Linked DNA regions of Capra hircus: region 2 is linked to region 1. The links are chromatin contacts, called in public Hi-C maps. All regions are on one chromosome and are shown on one strand. Each heading gives the region's core, a stretch centred on a gene start, on an enhancer-like site or on the middle of the called end of the contact. The rest is flanking DNA. Distances are from core to core; before and after follow the strand shown. Region 1 overlaps SYNE3 (nesprin-3). Region 2 holds the start of GLRX5 (glutaredoxin-related protein 5, mitochondrial).

Region 1 (7,391 bases), core at 2,998-5,497:
GACAGCGAGCCCCCTGCCTTCCTGGGGCTTAAGTGCCGATGGGTAGATGGACAACAAGTCAGCAACAAGTTAAACAAACGATTCCACATGTCAAACATACGCATCCACAAGTGAAACATACAATTCCGCACGTGCCAGGAGACCAAAGCACGGAGCAGGCCGCACCCACACAGGAGCCTCCTGTCGTGTTTGCTGCGTTCATGCCAGGTTGCAAGTTGGGTCCCGCTGGCTGTGAGCTCTGTCTGCGGCGCCCTCTGGTGGCCACCTGGATCCTTCTTGTGTCTGTGGCGGACTGACCGCGGTGTGGAGGAGGCAATGGCACCCCACTCCAGTACTCTTGCCTGGAAAATCCCATGGGCGGAGGAGCCCGGTAGGCTGCAGTCCATGGGGTTGCGAAGGGTCGGACACGACTGAACGATTTCACTTTGACTTTTCACTTTCATGCATTGGAGAAGGAAATGGCAACCCACTCCAGTATTCTTGCCTAGAGAATCCCAGGGATGGGGGAGCCTGGTGGGTTGCCGTCTATGGGGTCGCACAGAGTCGGACACGGCTGAAGCGACTTAGCAGCAGCAGGGTGGTGTGGGTAGTGGGACAAGCTGAAATGTCTGTCCCAGCCCTACCCTGACGACACTGATTCAAGTGAAGTCCTGGGTCTGCATCTGTAACAAGAGTCCCAGGTGTGCAAAGCCAGCTCTCAGGCATCTGCAGCTCAGGAAAGTGTTTAGTTTAAGGCAGGATTTCTCACCCTTCTGGACCCTGTGTGCTCCATTTTAATAAAGAATTTCTGGCATCGTCTTTGCAACCCTGAAATTCATAGATAGTACAAGTTACCCACACGATTTACAAATTTAATATAATGCTTTTTCTATCATCAAAAAGAGAAATAAAAGCAAACAAATGATAAGAAAATAATATGTTAATAATAACCTATAATGGAAAAAGACTCTGAAAAAGAAAATGTATATATACAGATATCTATATAGATGTATACATATTTATATTGATAGAAATTTAATGAAATCACATTGCTATACACCTGAAACATTGTAAATCAATTATTGCTGTTGTTCAGTTACTCAGTTGTATTTGACTCTTTGCGACCCCATGGACTGCAGCATGCCAGGCTACCCTATCCTCCACTATCTCCCGGAGTTTGCTCAAACTCATGTCTATTAAGTAAACACTGCCATCCAACCATCTCATCTTCTGTTGCGCCCTTTTCCTCCTGCCCTCAATCTTTCCCAGCATCAGGGTCTTTTCCAGTGAGTCAGCTCCTCACATCAGGTGGCCAAAGTACTGGAGCTTCAGCTTCAGCATCAGTCCTCCTAGTGAATAGTCAGGGTTGATTTCCTATTCAACTATATGTCAATGAAAAAATAAAATAATGCTTTTCAATAAAGTAAGTGCTTCTAGATGGCGATCAGAATATACCCACTCTATTTGGCTGCAAAGTGAAGTTCACACCTGTTGTGTTACATGCAGGGGTGAAATGGTTGTGCCACACAGATACCTGTTCAGCTTTAGTAGGCACCAACTGATAGTCTTCCCAAGTGGTTGTACCAGTTTATACCCCACACTGGTGGTGGAAGAGAGCACCCATCGCCCATACCCTCACCCAGACTTGGTACTTCCCATAAAAGCAGAACAGGCTTAGAGGCACTGTAAACCAGACTTGGTCTTTCCGGAGTCAATTCCTTGCATTGTGCAGAAGAGAAGATCAACCTCTCGTGTTCCTCCCTGGGTGGGGAGCCCTGGGGGCCATCTCACCCCAGGGCTCTGGCAGGGCTGAGGGTCCTGCAGGATGGGGTAGCCAGGGGTTTCAGCCTGGTTCCCCTGGGGCTGTTCCACAGGACCTCCTGGAAGGACGCCAGCAGAGCCTGCGGGAACATTGCACCTTCAACCACGATCTGCTGAAGCTGCGGCAGTGGATCTCTGTGATGACACAGAAGCTGGAGGCTTACCGTGGGGACACGGGCCCATGGGATGCCCAGTCCCGGGAGGCTGAGGTTGAGGTAAGATGAATCTCCTCACAGAGATGCTTATTCTCTCCCCTGCATCCCAAAGGCAGGTTCGGGGCGGGCGGAGGGTGGTGAATGGTGCTCTCATACCAGGGAGCAGACACCCCACCACCCCAGGACTTAACTGTGTGTGTGTGTGTGTGTGTGTGTGTGTGTGTGTGTGTACGTGTGTGATTGTATGTCCTTTAGAGGCTGCTGGCTGAATTCCCGGAGAAGGAAGCCCAGCTGCCCGTGATGGAAGCGCTCGGCCGGCTGGTGATGGAGGCGTCTTCTCTGGAGGGAGCTGCTGTGGTCCAAGGGGAGCTGGAGGAGCTGACCAAGTCATGGAGGGCCTTGAGGCAGCTGGAGGAGAGCCTGCTGAGGTGAGAGGGCCTCCTGGGTTGGAGCCTGGTCTCAGACAACCCTCCTTCCCAGCAGGGAGAGCTCAGCCATGTTCCTAGAACAGATGGCTGGGGTTCTGCTGTGTGCCAGGCGTGGTGCCAGGCGCCTCCGGGCATCCCCAGGCAATTCTAAGTAGAGGCAGTAAGAGCAGGGAAGCTTCCCAGTTTAGCCTCCAGCCCCTGCTGGCTGGGGCCTCACCTGCATCGGTAGATATATGCCCCTTGATGATGGTAATGTGAGTCTCGGGCAGGGAACTGGAAACGCAGGTGCCCTGGGGAGCTTCAGCTTCTGACCCGAAGGACAGGCATGGGCTTGTGAGGACCAGAAGTCACCTCCCTCCCCGGTTCTGTTACTTCTCCCGTGATCTGGGAAGTCCCCATCTCATCATCACGTTGACCGGGCGGATTTGACTTCTCAGCCTCATCAGAAACCGGCAGCTGCAGAGGACGACAGAAGTGGATTCAGGGAAGAAAATGATTTTCACCAATAACATCCCAAAGTCTGGGTTTCTCATCCTCCCCACGGATCTTACTTCCCGGCATCGCCGTCAGGTAAGTCCATCTCATGGGCTTCTGGGGAGGGCCCAGATCCGAGTCAGGTGATGGTGGGAAGGTGTCACCAGTAAACCCCCTCCCCGCCTGGGGCCACATGCTCAGCTCAGGACTGGGGCCTGTCCTGTATCTGGTGAGCCTGCCCAGTGGTGACACAAGAGTGCCCTGGGCCACTGGGCAGAGGGACTCTGGGACCCCAGACCCAGGGTCTGCACTGAGGAAGGTCCTGGGCATCTCTAGGGCAGGCAGGCCCTCACCCTCAGAAGATCCGACTGCTTCCCTTGCAGGGAAGAGAGTGTCAGAGTGTGAAGCTTGCTAGCAGCACCAGACTGCAAACTAGAAGTACACACGATAGGTATTTTTGGTGCCCTGGTGGCTCAGATGGTAAACAATCTGCCTGCAATGCAGAAGACCCGAGTTTGATCCCTAGGTTGGAAAGACTCCCTAGAGAAGGGAATGGTAACCCGCTCTAATATTCTTGCTTGGAGAATCCCATGGACTAGAGGAGCCTGGAGGGCTCCAGTCCATGGGGTCGCAAAGAACTGGACACGACTGAACGACTAACACATAACACACAGAAACTACATTTTGTAAAAAGAACTAACCTCACTATATCATATCATCCATCCCTCTCCTTGACAGCCTTTAAAAAAAAAGAACCACAATGAGAAGAAATTAATTCCTTGTTCTTCAAAGACAGCACACTAATTCATTGACACGTCCATTCCTTCTCTCATTTCCCCATCCAGAAAGCTCTTACTGAGTCTTTCTGTGTTCTGAGAACTGTGCTTGGAGCTGGGACACAGCTGTAAATAAAACAGAGATACTTTCAACCCTCAGAGAAGGTAGCATCCAGCACAGAGTTTTTCAGATTGTCGTGTGCATCCAGATCGTACCAAAATGCAGATTCTGATTCAGAAGATCTGGACTGGGACCCCTCACCCTGCTTTTCTACAAGCTCCCAGGTGATGCTAAGCCTGCTAGGCCTTGAAGCACATTTTGAGAAGCAGGGAAGCAGGAACCGCAATGCAATAGAATAAGGGTTTACAGAACACGTGGTTCATGGAGCCAGAAGACCCAGAGGCCACGGCAGCCTGCTGCAGAGTGAAGGACTTGGGGGTAGCGAAGCCCTCCCTGGAGAGATGAAAATGAGATGTTCAGGGCGCCTCACAGCTGAGTGGGAGTCAAGGAGAGGTGGAACGGAGTGTGTTCCATGCAGAGGAGACTGTGCCTGCAAGGACCCGAGGGAGACAGCACCAGCGCCGGGTGCTAGATGGCTGTGGGCCCTGGCTCAGACAATGGGGCAGGTCTCATGAGCCGCAGAGCCAGGCAGGGCCAGAATCTGAGGCTCTCCGGCCGCATCGAGTGTGAGAAGCTACTCAGCTGTGTAAGTGATGGCGTGGCTGAGTGGACTTGCATTTTATTTATTATTTTTATTTTTGTTTATTTTTTAATCGTTGGCTTCACTGAGTCTTTGTTGCAGTGCATGGGCTCTTCATTGCCATGCACGGGCTTTCCCTAGTTGTGGCAAGCCGGGGCAACTCTTCGCTGCAGGGCTCGGGTTTCACACTGAGGCAGCTTCTCTTGTTGCACAGCACAGGCTCCAGGGCATGTGCGCTTCCGTAGTTGTAGCATGTGGGCTTCCGTAGCTGTAGCATGTGGGCTTCCGTAGTTGTAGCGTGTCGGTTCATTAGTTGTAGCTTGTGGGCTCTAGAGCAGAGGTTCTGGTAGGTGTGGCTCACGGCTCAGTTGCCCCGCGGCATGTGGGATCTGAGTTCCCAGACTAGCGATCAAACCTGGGTCCCCTGAATCGACAGGTGGATTCTTAACCACTGGACCACCAGGGAAGTCCCTGGACTTGCATCTTGGACAGATCACTCTGGCCACCTAACTTGAAGAGGGACAGAAGTGGCAGAAGGTGATCACATTGTAGACATCCTGATAAGGGATGATGCTGGTAGCCTTCAGGAGACCAAAGAGGTGGCAGTGGGCAATGTTCTTGGTCCCTAATCATGTCTACATTGAGTAGAGATGCTTTCCTCATCCCTTCGCCCCTCCAGGTGCCTCTTATCTCCCTCTGGGCATCCTCATCCCCCACCCTCTGCTTGGATGGAATTCCCAGGACACATGGCCAGTGGGCTGTTTGCAGAAACTCTGAGGCTTTGACCATGCTGTGCCTTCCTGCAGGCAGGTCTGCTCAGGGAGGAAGGAGGCAGCCATGAGGATTATCCCCAGTCCCTGAGGAACTTTGAGGACTGGTTGCAGAAGGAAAATTCCAAGCTGGTTAGGATCATTGCCATGAAAACTCCCACCACCGAGGACTTGAGGATCAGAGCAACAAAGCTGCAGGTTTGTGCCCAAGGAACAGCCTCTTTATTTCAGAGGATTTGGCCCCCAAAGATGTGTTTGCTGCCAGAGAGTTCTCAAAAAAAAAAAAAGAGCACATACCTGTTATGGCTTATGTATAAATTTTTTTAAAGATGTATTTATTTATTTATGGCCGTGCTTGGGCCTTCTCCATTTGCAGCGAGTGAGGGCTGCTCTCTAGTTGCGGTGCACAGGCTTTTCATTGCGGCGGTTTCTCTTGTGGAGCGTGGGCTCTGGGTGTGCGGGCTTCAGTAGTTGCTGCACTCGAGCTCAGTAACTGTGGCTCACCGGCTTAGTTGCTCTGCACCGTGTGGAATCTTCCCAGAACAGGGATCGAACCTGTGTCCCCTGCATTGGCAGGTGGCTTCTTATCCACTCTACCACCAGGGAAGTCCTAAATAATAGTTTTAAACTTTTTTTTTTTTTGCTTCCAGTATTATGGGAAAACCATCCATTCATTCACACCTCCTGCTGTATTGCCCAACTTGGAAAATATCACCACTAATCATGACTCATCTAATCAGTTAACTCTTGCTATGTAACAAGCCATTCTGACAGTTTGTTGCTTAAAAGAACAGCTGTTTGTTTAACTCATGATTCTGAAGATTGGCAGTTTACTCTGAGGTCTGCTGGGCAATGCTTCTGATCTTGGCTGGGCTCCCTGATTTATAGACCAGCAGGGTGGCTATACTTCTGGAGGTTGGTGGGGCTATTCTAGATGAGCATGGGATGGACCACACATCTCTTATCCTCCTATGGGATAGCCTGGACTTCCCAGAGCAGGGGCAGGTCTGAGAAAGCGAGTGGGAATATGCAGGCCTTTTCGGGCCAAGGCTAGGAACTGGCACATCACTTCTCCAGCATTCTGTTGGACAAAGAAAGTCACAATGCCAGCTCAGATTCAAGGAGAGAGAAAACAGGTTTCACTTCTTGATGGGAAGTATTGCAAGACCATATTGCAAAGGGCATGAATATGGCAAGGGGGTGGAAAGACAGTCCTTCTACCACAAATCTCTCTCCTCTACTCGCACATCGACTTATTCACCAAGTCCTTCTTGATTCCACCTCTTGGGTATTCATTGTTTCCGTTTCCCCTCATTACCACTGTCTTCATCTAGACATTTATCATTTTTGACCTTGACCTTGACAATAGCCTCCAAGCTGGCCTCCCTCCTTCTTCCTGGGTTCCCATCTCAGTAATGACTCATTCTGAAGCCAGAGTCACCCTTCAGAATCCTAAAGATGACCTTGTCCCAGTAGTGAAAACTTTTCAGGATAGAATTCAATTTCCGGAGTTTATCACTCCCAGCTTTTCTCAATCAGGCCCCAAACTATCTCTCTTTTTCGTAATATTTTCTGAAATTTACCCTAATATCTTAGAGTTTGGTTTTATTTTTATTTTTCTTGCTTGAGAGTCATCTGGATTCTTGAATCTGTGGCCTAGGATCTTTCTGGAAAATTCTCCAACCTTATCTCTCAAACTGTGGCCTCTGCCTTGTTCCCTGTTTCCTCACCTTCTGAGATGCCTTTTAAACATATGCTCTTTCTTCTCACTGTGTGTTTCACTGTCTCTTGTGTACTTTTTCATCCTTTTGCTTTTTTATATTACTTTCTGAATACTTTTTTCTAACTCATCTTCCACTTTACTAATTCTCTCTTTAGTTGTATCTCATTTGCTATTTCACATGTTTATTAAGTTCTCAGCTTTTAATATTTCATTTATCATTCCTAGAAATTCTCCTTGGTGCTTTTTAAAATCTGCTTTGCCACTTTTCACAGCTTTTGGGTCCTTGCTGAAAATTTTCAGTTTGCCTTTTAATTCTTTCAACACAGTAAACATAGTTGGTTTAGCGAGTGTGTCTAATAATCTCAGTATCTCAAGTCAAGACTGTTTCTGTTGCGTATTGTGTCTGCCTCTTCCTCATTAATTCATTAATTTTATTTATATTTGGCTGCACTGGGTCTTTGTTGCTGTGCATGGGCTCTCTCTAGTTACGGTGAATAGAGGCTACTCTTCGCTGTGGTGTGAGGGCTTCTCACTGGGGTGGTTTCTCTCGTTGCAGAACAAGGC
Region 2 (7,391 bases), core at 2,863-5,362, 100 kb before region 1:
TCGATCCCTGCTGTAGACTAAATACTCGAGCATGAAACAGATGGGTCTTCAGGTCGGTTCACCTTCAACCTGCCCGGGTACTGAGAGTTTCTCCTCCAGAGGGTGGGCACACGTTATCTCCCTATCTGCAGCATACAACCCGCCCTCCATAGACACGTACGCACACTCCTGATCTGACTTCTTGCTAACATCATAGCTTTACTATCCTTAAAGTCCTGGACACTGGCGAGGCTGAGCGTATTTTCAAATGCTTAAGAACCATTCAACAAAGCATGATGGTTATTCATTCAACAGACACTGCTCTTTACATGAAGAATATAAGAGTAATCTGAACAGGCAGAAATTCCAGTGTCCGTAATGTTTTTACAAGTTTATGATAAAATGATAAAGAAAAGAAGCAGTTTTCATTGAGACACTCACTGAAAGTTCGCTTTGCATAAGCAACACGCACAGTGCTCCGGGAGTCACAAAAGACACGTTCCCCGCTCTCAGGAGGGCAGAACGCCATATATAGATATGTGTGATCTCAACTCTACTGAAAAAAAATAAATAAATAAAACTGTTAGAAGGTAGATCCAAATATTAATAATAATGGTTTATGGTTTCCACCAGAATTACAGTGGATTTTCATTTGCTTTAGGTTTTCATCATTGTTTTCCAAGTTTCTCCCATGAGCACATGTTTCTTTTGAAACCAAAAGTAAAGATTAGTCTTTGTTAAGACCAGGGCTGGGAGATAGGTCCCTATCTCTTTGGGTTCCACTGTGGTTGTCTTCAGTGTGTGCTCCTGGTTTTAAAAAAGGAAAAACAAAAACAAAAACAAAAACAAACCCTTGAGGAAGGACAAAGTGCAAAGCTGCCTCACAGTCGCCCTGGTTCCCTGGGTCTCAGGTCTCGGCCTGACACCTCTGGGCACCACACTGCACGGACCCAGCGCCCAGAACCAGGAGACAGTGTCTGAGGGTCTTCCTCCAGCTTGGGCTCTTTGTAAAGCTCAGCCTCCTCTGGCACAAGAAAGCAGGAAAGGCCAGTTTTGTAGGAGTCCCTCTCCTGTTGTGGTTTTCATTCTGTCTGCCCTCTAGGGGAAGACTGAAGGCAGGAGGAGAAGGGGACGACAGAGGATGAGATGGTTGGATGGCATCACCGACTCGAAGGATATGCGTTTGAGCAAGCTCCGGGAGTTGGTGATGAACAGGGAAGCCTGGCGTGCTGCAGTCCATGGGGTCGCAGAGTCAGACACAACTGAGTGACTGAACTGAACTGAACTCTCCTGTTACTAGAAGTGACGTTGGGTCTGGGAAAGGCGCACAGACATATCCTTGGTTGGCAAAAGCAAGCATCAGACAGCCTGTCAGTCTCTCGCGGTAAACTCAAAGCTGTGGCAAGCAAAAAGATGGAGACTTCAAGTTTCAAAGCCTCACCCAGGCTAAACTAATCCTCATTGTGAAAACCTGCTTACACCACCCTGCCCTAAGTCTGGAGGTTAAGACTTACACTAATGCTTACTTTTCTAGGGAACAAAGGACATGTATTATGTTCAATATACATGTAACACATTTACTGACTAAAGTAATGGTCTGATGAAAGTCAATGGTCAAGACATTTAAGGGTTAAATTCCTGTTGCTATTGTTTGAACACTTAAGAACAGAAGGCTGAAAGTCAAACACAGAAGTGTTCTTAGCAAAAACATTCTCACTCCTGCTCTTACTTTCAGTTTGCTGGCCAGACTGCAGTATGGCCTACCTCTGGTTATATTTAAAAACATTTTTTTTTATAATTGAAGTATAGTTGATGCATAATGTTTCAGGTATAGAGCAAAGGGATTCAGTTATACCATCCACTGGTTATATTAAACAGGAGAACTGAAAGTCACAAACTGGAGGCTCTCAAAACTTTATGTTAAGCAAGATATCAACAACACAACTTTTTACTAAGGGCCATAGTGGCAAGGCAAGGTCCCAGCTGAGACTGCAGTTACTCCCATCTTATCTTATAAGCAGAGACACCCTGCTGCTGGATGAAGACTGCAGCTCACCCTGTAAGTGAAAAAAGCCAGCCACTTGGTAGCATTCCAGAAGACCAGGAAGGCAAAAGGATCGTGGGCATAATACATGAAAGTATTACTTTTTAAAATTTTTAGTCGCTCAGTTGTGTCCGACTCTTTGGGATCCCATACCTTCTGGTAATGCTAAGCTGCCTTCACTCCTCGTTTCCACCCGCCAAAACCAAGAGTTCTGCAGGGATTAGATAACATGGGGAAAAATACTTTTAAAGTCATAAAGTGCTAATAATAAAACAGCTACCATTTAGTGGGTGCCTTCCCTGTGCCAGGTGAGATGACGGGCACATTCTAAAAGTTTTCCTTTCTCTTTGTTCCTCACAAAATCTTTGGCACACGTGGTTTCATTATCCTCATATTATTCAAAGGGAAAACGCAGTTTTGTGCCTTGCTTCAGGCTGCAGAATGGATTTGCCACAGGATTCTAACCTGAAGCCTTTCCCTGACACCAGCCTGTCTCGTCCATGTTGGAATGACTATGATGGACAACTTCAAATGCAGAACAGCAGAATACAGAACTCGGCATGGAGACTACCAGAGAACTTGGTGCCTTAAAACTCTCTAGGACACTGTCACTAAACAACCTCAGGAAGACTCAGGGAGAACTCAGTCACTGAAAAGTCTAACTGGAATGCCACGCTTCAGCGGGTACAGGAACAGTCCCCCCATTTCTCTGCCAGCCCCATCCACCCCAGCCAAAGGGCAGGCCTGGTTTTCCAGGCAAGAATACTGGAATGCGTGCCCGTGCCATTCCCTTCTCCAGTCCCTCCTACTCAACTCACTTGAAACAGCAGAATGCAGGTAAGGTTCACAGCAGGAGACTCAACAGCAAAGGTGCTAATTAACTGTCAGGGACCTCCTCCCTCCCTCCAGAGCCAGTGACAAGTCACAGACTCTGCATACTTTGCCCCAGAACCTGACTGGCTCCTGGAGCTGCCAGCTTGAGTTAGCTAGGGCTCAGGAGTAATTCCTCGTCCAGCTCCCCACAAACCTCTCTAAGATACCCTATCTCCCACACATCTCCCCCATCCTTGAGTATCTGAACATAAATTTTCATGTCTTTTTCAGCAGCAGACGTCAGCTAAGTCCACTCCAAAAGCTGAGTCAAGCCCCTCCTTGTAAGCAACGACGGAGAACGGTCCCTGACCACCCTCATCCCCCAGCCTTGAGGCACGACAGGCCAATCTCTGAATCCCCGAGGCTCAGAAAAGGGCAACCTCGGCCCTCCCGGCACCATCAACAGCACCTGTCCCTTATCCACGGGACAGGCCACTCCCTCAAATTGTCCCCAAGTGATTACTTCTTAGGGCCTCTTCCTGTATCCCTCTGCCCCACTTCCCCACTCCTGCAGAGCTGGGAGTCGGGCTGCTGATAATGTTGCTTGGACTCAGCCGAAGAGAACTTGCCCCGAAACGCCTATTGCAGCTCAGAGTGAGGATCGGAGAACCGCTAGGACTTAAACCCGCTGCACAGACTGGCCCAGGGCCCCCGATCTTCAAAACCTAGCTCCAACTCGATCGTGCCCCCACTCTAGATGCTCTGATGCGGTGTGGAAACCCATACCCTAACCCCCTCCCCTCGAGCCTCCGGACGGACCTGCCCGACAGACCCTCGGCCCCGCAGAGCAGCCAAAGAAGGTCGCCCCCCAGCCCCGCCCGCAGCCGGCCCTGACCTTGCCGGAGCTGGGGGTCGTCCAGCACGTTGTAGGCCGCGTAGTCGCGGACGCCGTGCAGCCGCAGGATCTGCACCACGGCGTTGCTGAAGCCGCACTGGGGCTGCTCCGGCGTCCCCTTGAGGAAGACCACCACCTTGTCCTTCTTCACCAACGCGTCCAAGTGCTCCGACGAGCCGCTGCCGCCCGAGCCTGCCGCCCGCACACCCGGGCCCCGGAGGCCGCCGCCTACGCCGCGCCCCCAGCGGAGCAGAGCCGTCGCCGCCGCCGCCGCCGCCGCCCGGCCCAGGGAGCCGCTCATCCCAGCACGTTGGCCGCAGCTCTTGACCGGCGGCGACCTGGGCTAGACAGCCGGAGCCTTCCCGGGGCCCGGCCCGCGGCGACTCGGCCCGCCCCCCGGAGGCCCTCATTGGACCGGCTCCGAATAGCTCTCCCTCATTGGATAGAGCTGTCCCGCAATTACTTGATTCTACCAATCAGATTGCTCGTCCCGCCCCGACAGGTTGAAGGAGGTCTTTACGTCTGAGCCACTACCCACCCCCCTTACCATTGGCCGTCGGCAACCGCTTCGTCAGCTGATTGGAGAAAGTGGATGTCCATCAGTGTCACGACGTTCCGTGGTAAGCAGAGGCGAAACCAAAAAGACGACTTCCCTCCGAAGGGTAGACGGGCCTGCTGGGATACTGTGGGAGGACTGGGTCAGGCGCTGGGCGGGGTTTTCGCAGCTCCGCGGAACGCCGGGAAGGGGTCACGTCCAGACGAGGGTTCCGGTTCCGGTGCAGACGGCGGCAGCGGCGTTGCCACGGCAGCGCGGTTGGCCGGTACCTGGGTCGTGAGCTCGCGTTGTTGGAGGGGCTGGAGTAGGCCTCGGTCCTGCATTGTCCGCTTAGGTGAGCTGCCGAAGCTTCCGTGAGGCCGCGGCGGGAGCAGGGACCGCGCGGGCCTCTGGGGGCCGGGCCGGGCCGGGGTTACGAGGTCGGGGCGCGCGGGGCTTGAGTCCCGGCCCTCCGGCTGTCCCGCTGCCCACGTGGGAGACCCAGACCCTTTCTCGCCTCTGCACCTCGATTATTTCACTAAAATAGCTTTTGACTTTTAAAGTTCACGAGGCGCTCTTGTCTGTGTGGTCGGGGCTTCGCTGACTTTTCAGCCTACTTAAGCCCCTGGGCCTGGGCCGCAGGAAAGGTGTGTTGAGTGAGAAACTTAAGAAAGGAATTGGTTCGTTCGAGGAACGTTTTCCGAGCAGCTGCTGCGTACAAGGCACGGCGCCGGGGAGAGACGTCCAGTGAGACCTGTGCCCAAAGGTTGACAGATGAGAGGCGGGCACAAAGCAATGTGGGGGTACAGGGGAGGGAAAGGAAGCCTCCCGAGGCCCACCGCTTTCTCCATTCTTCATTGTGCATGTCACACCTTGTCGTGCATCATTAGGTTGTTGTTGCCTTCCCTCCCAGACCCTTGACTTCATTCACCGCTGCATCTTCAGTACGTAAAACGGGTGCTTGCGTTGCTGACAAGAGTGACCCCCGAAGAGCGGGGCTCTGTGAAATCGCCATGTGATCTGTAGTCTCGGCGTCGCACTGGGTTGATGGTACCCTGGAGCACCCCAGACTTGCAGAGAAAGCATTCTTCAGAGGAAGCTGAGGCAGGACTGCTCGAGGGCCGGCAGTGCCATGTGCAATTTTCCTCTGATAGTTCCCAGTGCTGTTGCCACGGCGATGATGGCTGTGCCATGCCATTGTCTATCAACCGACAGGAAGAGAAACTTTGGCAGTCAGATATTGTTTAACAGATGAAGTGGTTTCTGTTGGACACTTCAGTACTGCTACAAATTACCTTTCCTTTTTTTTTTTTTTTTAAAACCCTAAGTATTTTAAAAGTTGTGGCTGGAGGTGACCTCGTTCTGCATTCAAGGTTAAAAATCTGAAAATTAAAATATGTGCTTTCAGCAAGAGTATCTTCTAAATAATCATTCAGCATGAAACTTGAGCCCCATAAGCTGAAAATTAAACTCAAGACTTTCCTCAGAAATGCTCCCCAGTGACATATTTATTTAACCCCCCTCTGATGTTATTGATGTTTAGTACTTTACTAATGTGGGACCCACGATTGATGAGCTTCTTAAAGAATCCTTTTTTTCTCCCCCAGAGTCATTGATTCCAGGTAAATCAGAGGAACAGACATCATGAACAGAAATAATACGGAAAGTGATGTGATGCGGAAGTTTAACTGTTGTTCCAGAAGTCCAGCATCTGTGGCTCATAACTTTAGGAACTGTATCATTTTCAAGGTCACCTAACATATACTCATATTGGGTTGGCCAGAAAGTTCATTTGGTTTTCCTGTAAGCTGAGAAAACCGACATGAACTTTTTGGCTAACCCAGTGCTTATAGTAAGTTTATTTTATTTTATTTTTTCAGTAAATATTGACAGTTTGTTCCAGAAAATGTAAATTGTTCATTGCCTCCTATAAGCTGCCTGATTCTCTGCTTGTGTTCACTGGAATAGGGAGAAGAATTTGCAAACCGATTATGTGAGGGTCCAAAATGTGAAACTGGGTGGTGGGGAGTAGCCTGTTGTTTGCCTGGTCTGTAATATTGGCTTTGCCTGTACAATTGACAGACATTTTACTAAGTTGAGAATATAGCTGTCATTAAGAATAATCGTTGAGCAGGAAGAATATGAACCCTATGTTTTGCAAACTTACGATAGAGTTGCTAGTTACAGTCAATACGGTGAGACTGTCGGAAATGCAAGGACATGGAAAAGCAAGCGGGGGTTCTTTCAAAGAGCTAAGTGGGATGGCTTTGATAAGATGATGAAGGGAAAGAGATCATGTATCTAGACCAAAGAAATTGAAGCAATACACCTAAATGTAAGTTTTTAATAAAGTAACCTGAAGTATAAAATGTTGTATGTGTTGAATATATTCCTTTCTGTCTTTGACTTAAAACCACTCATCAGGTGTTGGCACCAAACATCAGTGATTTAAAGAATCAAAGAAAATAGTGTTCAAAATATTTCCTCCAAAGCACCAGCCTCTTGTATATAACTTGGCATCTGAATTATCAACTTGCTCACTAGAGACTCTATAGTGAACCTATGACAAAAATACACTTCTTAAACAGTTGTAAGGAATCTGCGTTTGTATGCAAGTGCATTTGGGCGTTCTGAACGGGATGTCACCCTCTTTATCACTTTGTGATCTCTCCCTTGGGGACATTAACAGGGAAGTGGGGGTGGGAAGTACGAGAAACTTAGGAGAATCCTGGGATTTGGGTCACAAAATGTAATTTGACCCCAAACTAGTCTACTATGTAAACATGCTGACTCAGGCATCCTAAAAGTGGTTTTCTTTCCCGTGGTTATTTATAGATAAGGTTTTACTATATTTAGTAAAATTTCTCCTTTCTACCCACTCCGAAAGCAAATGCTGATTGAACCCATAGTTACAAATTTGACATCGTTTCTTCCTATATATCAGCCCTAAACAAAAAGGATTACCCAGCCTAAAGGTGGAACTTTATTTGAACACTCGGCGGGTCAGTGTTTTCATACTCTAACTTCAGTCCTGAGGTTCATGCTGCCTTCTGACAGGGTGTGGTTATTTTGTATAGGACACATGACCCAGAAACTTCCAGTAGGTCCGAGCTGGCTGGAGCATT

The links. Hi-C and Micro-C count contacts between places; a contact is called where the count stands out from the background.
Region 2: a contact with region 1 is called in a Hi-C map of blood, with 3 times the contacts expected there. The contact joins the promoter of GLRX5 here to the enhancer-like site in region 1. A contact is called at or near these places in 2 of 5 Hi-C or Micro-C datasets (both in blood).

The regions. Positions count from the first base shown.
Region 1 is chr21:59,630,592-59,637,982 of ARS1.2, reverse strand. SYNE3 (nesprin-3) reads left to right here. Exons shown (of 18, transcript XM_018066222.1): 12 at 1,854-2,015; 13 at 2,211-2,383; 14 at 2,821-2,953; 15 at 5,141-5,302. Among named protein-coding and RNA genes, the nearest start is that of SYNE3, 81 kb to the left of the region's middle. Within about 2 kb of position 4,247, at least 1 of the 5 cell types and tissues checked has an H3K27ac peak or open chromatin away from gene starts, as enhancers often do.
Region 2 is chr21:59,730,752-59,738,142 of ARS1.2, reverse strand. GLRX5 (glutaredoxin-related protein 5, mitochondrial) reads right to left here and starts at 4,112. Exons shown (of 2, transcript XM_018066452.1): 1 at 3,732-4,112. The coding sequence starts at 4,032. LOC106503380 (a long non-coding RNA gene) reads left to right here and starts at 4,284. Exons shown (of 2, transcript XR_001297050.2): 1 at 4,284-4,621; 2 at 5,874-6,635.